Regions from separate parts of the Zea mays genome. Here region 2 is linked to region 1. A link is a contact called in public Hi-C data. All regions are on one chromosome and are shown on one strand. The core of a region is the stretch at or near the end of the contact, and the rest is flanking DNA. Distances in the headings are between cores, read along the strand shown. Region 1 holds the start of LOC103640822. Region 2 holds the start of LOC100304399.

The links. A called contact is a pair of places that touch in the nucleus more often than the background predicts.
Region 2: a contact with region 1 is called in a Hi-C map of bundle sheath, with 2.1 times the contacts expected there. The contact joins the promoter of LOC100304399 here to the promoter of LOC103640822 in region 1. A contact is called at or near these places in 9 of 25 Hi-C or Micro-C datasets (bundle sheath, ear, endosperm and 4 more) and 1 of 3 datasets of contacts at active chromatin or transcription factors (leaf).

The regions. Positions count from the first base shown.
Region 1 is chr10:9,042,592-9,046,071 of Zm-B73-REFERENCE-NAM-5.0, reverse strand. It overlaps LOC103640822, which reads right to left and starts at 1,534. Exons shown (of 3, transcript XM_008664288.2): 1 at 1,271-1,534; 2 at 59-1,197. The coding sequence starts at 1,349.
Region 2 is chr10:9,188,581-9,191,787 of Zm-B73-REFERENCE-NAM-5.0, reverse strand. LOC100304399 reads right to left here and starts at 1,901. Exons shown (of 18, transcript NM_001165835.1): 1 at 1,790-1,901; 2 at 1,631-1,706; 3 at 1,500-1,550; 4 at 123-214. The coding sequence starts at 1,843.

The sequences.
Region 1 (3,480 bases), core at 285-2,784:
TGTTAGTACATAAAACAAATTAATAGAATTTTTTTCGAATTATAGATAGATCACAAACCTCTTGCACAACTGGAATTAGATCTTGAACTGTTTTTGCTGATTTCTTGTATTGAATTGATTGTATGGCACGAAAAAACCCCAAGTCTAATATATTAAAATCTGGGGAATTCGCCGGTTGACAAGTGAGACGAATGTCGAAACCATCTTGTTGTGCAGCTTCACAAAACATTGGATCGTTAACTTCAATATGAGATGGCGCGTTGTCTTGTTGAATATAAATTGGTTTGTTGACATCTTCACGTGGCCACTTAGCTTTAATAGATGGAAGTACCTTTTGTATCATGAACTCTCTAACGACATCTCTCTTTATCGAAGTGATGGGTTTCACTTCCATTGTTCCAGCTGGACGATTAATACTACTCCTTTTTGCACGTTCAAAAGTAACTAAAGGGAAGCATCCAATCTTCCCATCGAACGTGCAAATTCCATTCTCAAATCTTGGACGAGCGGTGGCACATAAGAACATGAGCTTCGGGATGTTGTTCTTACTCCGACAAGTACGATAAGGCTCATCCTCATCGGGCAACAAATAATACCTCTCAGATTTTCGAGTAATGAAGAACCACTTCTCATCAATGAAAACATGGTCAAAAATACTCTTAAACCTTGGATTGTCATGCAAAGTCTCATGCTCAAGCATGTCAACACACCACTGTAGCCTAGACTTCTTGTTTTCATCGGTAAGATGCGGTTTGATACTACTCGTGTGCCTTCTAACTTTCCCTTGTTTCACGTGTTTCAAAAGTGTTCTCTTGCAAACACCAAGTACTTTAGCTGAATCTTCAAGAGTGGTTCTTTCCTTAAGAGGAACATTGCGCAATCGCTCATAGTTTACTGGACTTGGCTTACGACCACATTTACCTCTCTTTTTACTAGCAAAACTAACCATAATACCAAGATCAAGTGAGAGTTTACCTTCAGCCCAACATCGTTGTACAGTTCGAATTCCAAGATTATACATTACGGCAACTTCGCTAGTAGCATTCCTTGGTAGCACTCCATTCTTACTTCTTCGCAGCAGTTCCTGGAATACTTGATTTAAAACAACTTCGGAAGCATCTTTCCGCTGAACACTCTCAACTGGTGCTGCCACATTCAGGTCAAACATATGAACTGGTTCTTGGTTCATATCAAAACCTGTTAAAAAAATTGGATTAGAGAAGAACATAAAACAAGAAGATAAAACAAATGAATACACCATGTATCGTACCTAAATCTGTCACAAAAGGTTGTTGTATATTCAGGTCAAACAACGCCATTGCTTTCTGTAGGAGTTCAAATGAAAACATTTCGTTTGTGCGCAACAAGTGAGGCTATATAGCCAGCAAAACAGTGAAAAAAGTAGCGGGAGCAAGAAAAGAAATGCGCCAGAGAGAAAAAAGTAGCGCCAAACAGAATTTTGCCGCGCCCCGCCATGCATTTGCATGCAAAATGGTGTACCCGCGCATGCAAAATGGTCTCGCGTGAGTCAAGAAAAAAGAAAATGCGCTAGAGAGAAAAAAGTAAGGCGCCAAACAGAATCTTGCCGCGCCACGCCATGCATTTGCATGCAAAATGGTGTACCCGCACATGCAAAATTGAAAAAAAAAATAGTCTTGTGTGACTCAAGAATCGAACCTGGATCTCCTGCCTGGGAAGGAGTGAAGAGAACCAATCCAGCTATTAAAGGGATTACGCTAAGAATGGAAAAGAGTGGTAGTTATTAGTTTCTTGGTATGCGAGAAGCTGTCCAAAACGTCAGTTTTTAGTACACCGGAGGGAGTAGCTCGGATCACATCAAGCGTTTGACTTTTAAATAGGAGTATGAAATATAGACCCAACCAACTGGACTAGATTCGTCTCGTCTTTTAATCTTCGGCTGACAAATTAGTTTTATAATCCGATTACATTTAATACCCGGAACGGAGGTTCAAATATTCGATAGGACAGGGGTTAAATTTTAGTGGGGTGTAACCAAACACCCCCTAAGCGGTATACTGTAGGTTGTTGCCAGAACTGTTAGGATTAATTAATTTGCTGGAGAGTTGTCTGAGCAAATCCTCTGAAAGGAAGATGCAGTGCAGCGTTTGCCCGTGCAACATTTCCTGTGTCAGATGGCTGCCAAGCTTGCGACTACACCAGAGCTGCAGAAAACATGTCCAACACGGCAGCAACGCGTACGCATTCTCTTTACTCCGTCACCCTCCTAGTGAAAAAAAAGGGAAGGCAAATGCAAAGTAGTAGGTTTGTTTATAGCAGTACGCCTAGAACAAACACGCATTAGTTTAGTGATGATGGAGCACACTGGCTAATCTCGTCGAACCTGTCTTTGACCAGATTCAGTGCAGACGGGTACATTCACACGTATCGAAGAGGAACAGCAGCAACTTTTGGAATGGTGAATCTAACTCGAGTTTTTCTTCTTCTTATCCTTATTCTTATTCTATCAAAGAGAAGATTAAAAAGCAGGATTCAAAAATTCTACGACAAAAACAAAAAAAAAAAGAACAAAGAAAACAAAAAGGAGGAGCCATTCTCGCACGTTGTCCTCCTCTTCCATGTCGGCAACACACACACACACACTTATCACGACCGATCAATTCTACTATGGGATGTTTAGCCCAGGCGAAACATCTCTGCCTTTTCTCGCCAATATCATATACACCCGAGTACGGACGGCCATGGAGAATGGTTTTAAAAAAAAACGTTGGATACTTTGTTTTTTTATAAAAAAAAGGCCCATAACAAATTGTCCCAAACTTGCCCACCTCCTTCCTTACAACAACAAAAAAAAAATAACAGTATACAAATCCAGCCACGCATATGCGATGATGAGCGAAGACCCACTTTTAAAATTCGTGCAACTCACCCGCACAACGCTTTATATGTGATCCAATCCAAATTCCCCCCCCCCCCCCCCCCCCCCCACCCCCCTGCGATTTCACACGTGCGCAGCCGAGTGCTAGGTAGCCGACATCACGCGACAATGACGTGACGTGGAGAGGGAGCTAGGAGTACAATAATGACGGGGCTCTCGTCTTGCGACACGTGTGATCGTTGACTGAGCCAAACCAGCATGGAGGAGAGGACAACGCGAGGCACGCCGGTCAACAAGTGTAATGCTTGCTGCTACGTGTTAAGTGCGTCGGGTGTGACGTGACGGTTTCCTGAACAGGGTTTAGCTCTAGGTTCCGCATGTCTGACTGTCTCGACACGTTGCCATTAGAGTCGCTATTAGGGCATATACAGTGGTGTTTAATATGGAGGCTCTTAAGTTGTTTTAGGGGGTTATTTGTAAAAAAATCTTAGAGCCGTCTCTCCGTGAAGAGACGCCTCTGGCTCGTAAACCAAGTAACAACAGACGCCTCACTTCCCACTGTACGAATTTGTCGTCTGTTCTATCGATCTGATGCTATACAAATATATTTAATTCTGTATTTA
Region 2 (3,207 bases), core at 652-3,151, 150 kb before region 1:
AAGGAATATTCAAATATGTTCCCCCCAGAAGTTTAACAGTGGCCAATCAATAGGCAATAGATCCTAACTTTGTTTCTTAAAGAAGGTGCACATCCTAACTATGATGAGTAAAAAGTCCATACCGCATAATATGCCTTCTTTATATCCGGTGCAGAAGCATCCTTGCTTACTCCAAGCACATCATAGTAATCCCTTGTATACACCCGCCTTGTGGCTAACATCACAGAAACATAGAAGTTTTAATTACAGGCAGTAATGTATCCCTGTTAATAAGGAGCATATTTGAAACTTGGAAAAAAGGTAGTAAGAAGCAACACTAAGTGCCAACTTAGAGCACTTTGCGGTCTCTTTTTATTCGTTTTGTACCAGTGATAGCATCGACGGTGATGAGGGACACAGTGTTGTGATGGTTGCGGTGGAGGTGAAGGCTTCGTCAAATTTGATTTAATTTTCTTTTCTGACATGATCTCTCCTGTGTTGGTTATTATTTTCCTTAATATTATTCAGGTATAAGGTACTCTAGGAATCTAGGTTGTACTTTGCAAAAAAAAGTAAGAGCAAAGAAAAAAATATCAGTAACTGCTGAAGTCAATCATGTTGATTTATCTTGGCACCTCCTTTTTTATGAGTACCTCAAATTGGGTATCTATAGCCTACCAGGCTACCACAACTTAATTGGGAATAAAAGGTTTGCTGCTGCTGTTGTAGATGCATTAAATCATTTAAATTTGTGGTTTTGGGACAATCTTAAATAATTTCATAACAATCTCAGTTAAGTATTAGCCAAGCAGTCTTGGTCCTTAAAAGCTGCAGTCGAATTTACGCATGAAAAATAACAATTGTGTTCTCTCTTTTCAGAGAGAAAGAGGCTATTATTGTTCTAAGGAAAATAATATTCTCGTTTCGTTTTTCATTTATAGTGTTAAAGTAGTGCAGTGGTAAGAACTGTCTCACTGAGCCACCAGGTCGTGGATTCGAAGCAGTCTCTCCACATTGCGGGGGAATGCTTGCCTTGGTTTATACCTTACCCAGACTCTATACATGTGGAAGCCTACGGCACTGGGTCTATTCTTGTTTTAGTGTTAAAGCAGAAAACATAGAAAGAAGTGTCCCTTGGTATTCACAAAAGCTCTGCTAAACGTGCAATTGTTTTCTTATAACTCAAATGCAAGTCAGGATCAGAAGGCCAAAGTCACCTGGGATGATAGCTCTTAAACGAATCAGATGGTTTAAATATATGATTATAATGGAGTTGTGCACAAAAGGTAAAAAAAATGAAGGCACCCCGGATAGAAAGCAGAAAGATAGACCTAATATTAACCAGAACATGAGGTCTTGGTTTCAATTGTCGCTACAGGATAACATTAGGTTTTAACAACTATGAGGCCTACTGTAGCAATAAACCAAACAACAACTAATTTCACAAGATGAACCACTGTGTATGGTCAAATGGAAACGTGGAATTACACTATGGTTATCAATTTGGCCGAAGTACTAACCATGAAACGACCTGCTCGGACACCACCAGCCCGGGCTCCGCCGCTCCCTCCCTGTCCAATTCACCGATAAGCAACACAGGCCTACGCGGTCAATACATTCGAAAAGCATGAAAAAAAAGAAGGCGACTTACCTGGTTCAGGCAGACGCGGCGGTGCGGTCCACGCCGAGGCGGCAGCGGCGGCGAGGTGGCGGGCGAACAACTCGCGCTGGCAACGGAGATGAAGAGGTAAGCAGTGGAATTCGGGATTGTATGGAGGACAAATGAGGGATGTGAGATGAGGAAGCTCACCGTAGAGGAAGAGTTCGCCACGGCGGCGAGCCTGGAGGCGGCGGCGCGCGCCATGGGATGGAGGCGGCCTGTGTCCCGGTGGAAACCCTACTTTGCACAGGCAGGCACAGACACTCAGACAGAGTGGGGCTGTTGTGGCTCAAGCCGCTCGAAAAAATGGCACGGTTTGGATGTCACTGTTGCGGCGTGCAATTCGGAATTGGCATTTATCTACACGAATACCGCTGTTTGGTTGGCACCGGAATTCGACGGTGTAAATTGTACGTCAATATCGAGGTGGAATTGCAGCACATAGCACACACCGTCAATTCCGAGGGTCACCCTCTGATTTGCACAGAATTGAGGTCTATTTCAATACAGAGGTAGACTTGATATTAGATCAATTTCAATTCTATGGCTCTTCATGTCTACATCCAAACGGAGCCTTTATAAATTCTCTCAACTTTTAGCTATCACAAGTCTTTTAGAGCAACTCCAGTAGTTTTCTAAAGGACTCCTAAGTAGTTAGCCTAAAAACTTCTCTCCAACGGTTCTCTAAATTAACTTCCTAAATTTAGTCACTTTTCATCTAACATCATTTTCTCCCTATATTTAGCAACAATTTATCAACTCTCGAAACATAAAAATGACCCTTCCTTATTGATGTGCGCCTCATCCTTCTTCTTTCTATAGAACTTTTTCTGCTTCTTCCCTTTCTTGTCTTGATTCTAGTCATTTTCATTATCTGGACATTGAGCAATAAAATGATTATACTTATCTTACTTAAATCATGAGCGTTTTTCCCATGATTTGTTCTTGTTGGGATAGTCCTTGCGTCCCTTCAAAGTGGTCTTGAAGTGCTTGATTACAAGCGTCATTTCTTCCTCGTTAAGGCTGACTGCTTCAACTTGTGTCACCTTGTTTGGGAGCGTCTCCTTATTGGTTGTTGCTTTGAGTGCAATGGGTTGTTGCTCGTATCAATGAAGAGGTCCATTGGCGACGTCGTCGACGTACCTTGCTTCTTTTACCATCATGCGCCCGTTTACAAACTTACCAAAAATTTCTTCGGGTGACATTTTGGTATACCTGGGGTTCTCACAAATAAGATTAACAAGATGATGATCAATAACAGTAAGTGACCTTAACATGAGGCGCACAATGTCATGATTCATCCATCTTGTACTTCTATAGCTTCAAATCTTGTTCACCAGGGTCTTAAGCCTATTGTATGTATTAGTTGGCTTCTCACCCCTCTTCATGGTGAACCTCACCAGCTCGCCTTCCACCAAATCCATCTTGGTGATCATTGTGGCGTCATTTCTCTCATGAGCGATTTTGAGGGTGTCCCGTATTTCATTGGCATTGTCCAAGCCACTAACCTTGATGTATTCATCCCTGTATGGAGATGCTAAAAGAACAATAGTAGCCTGAGCATTGTT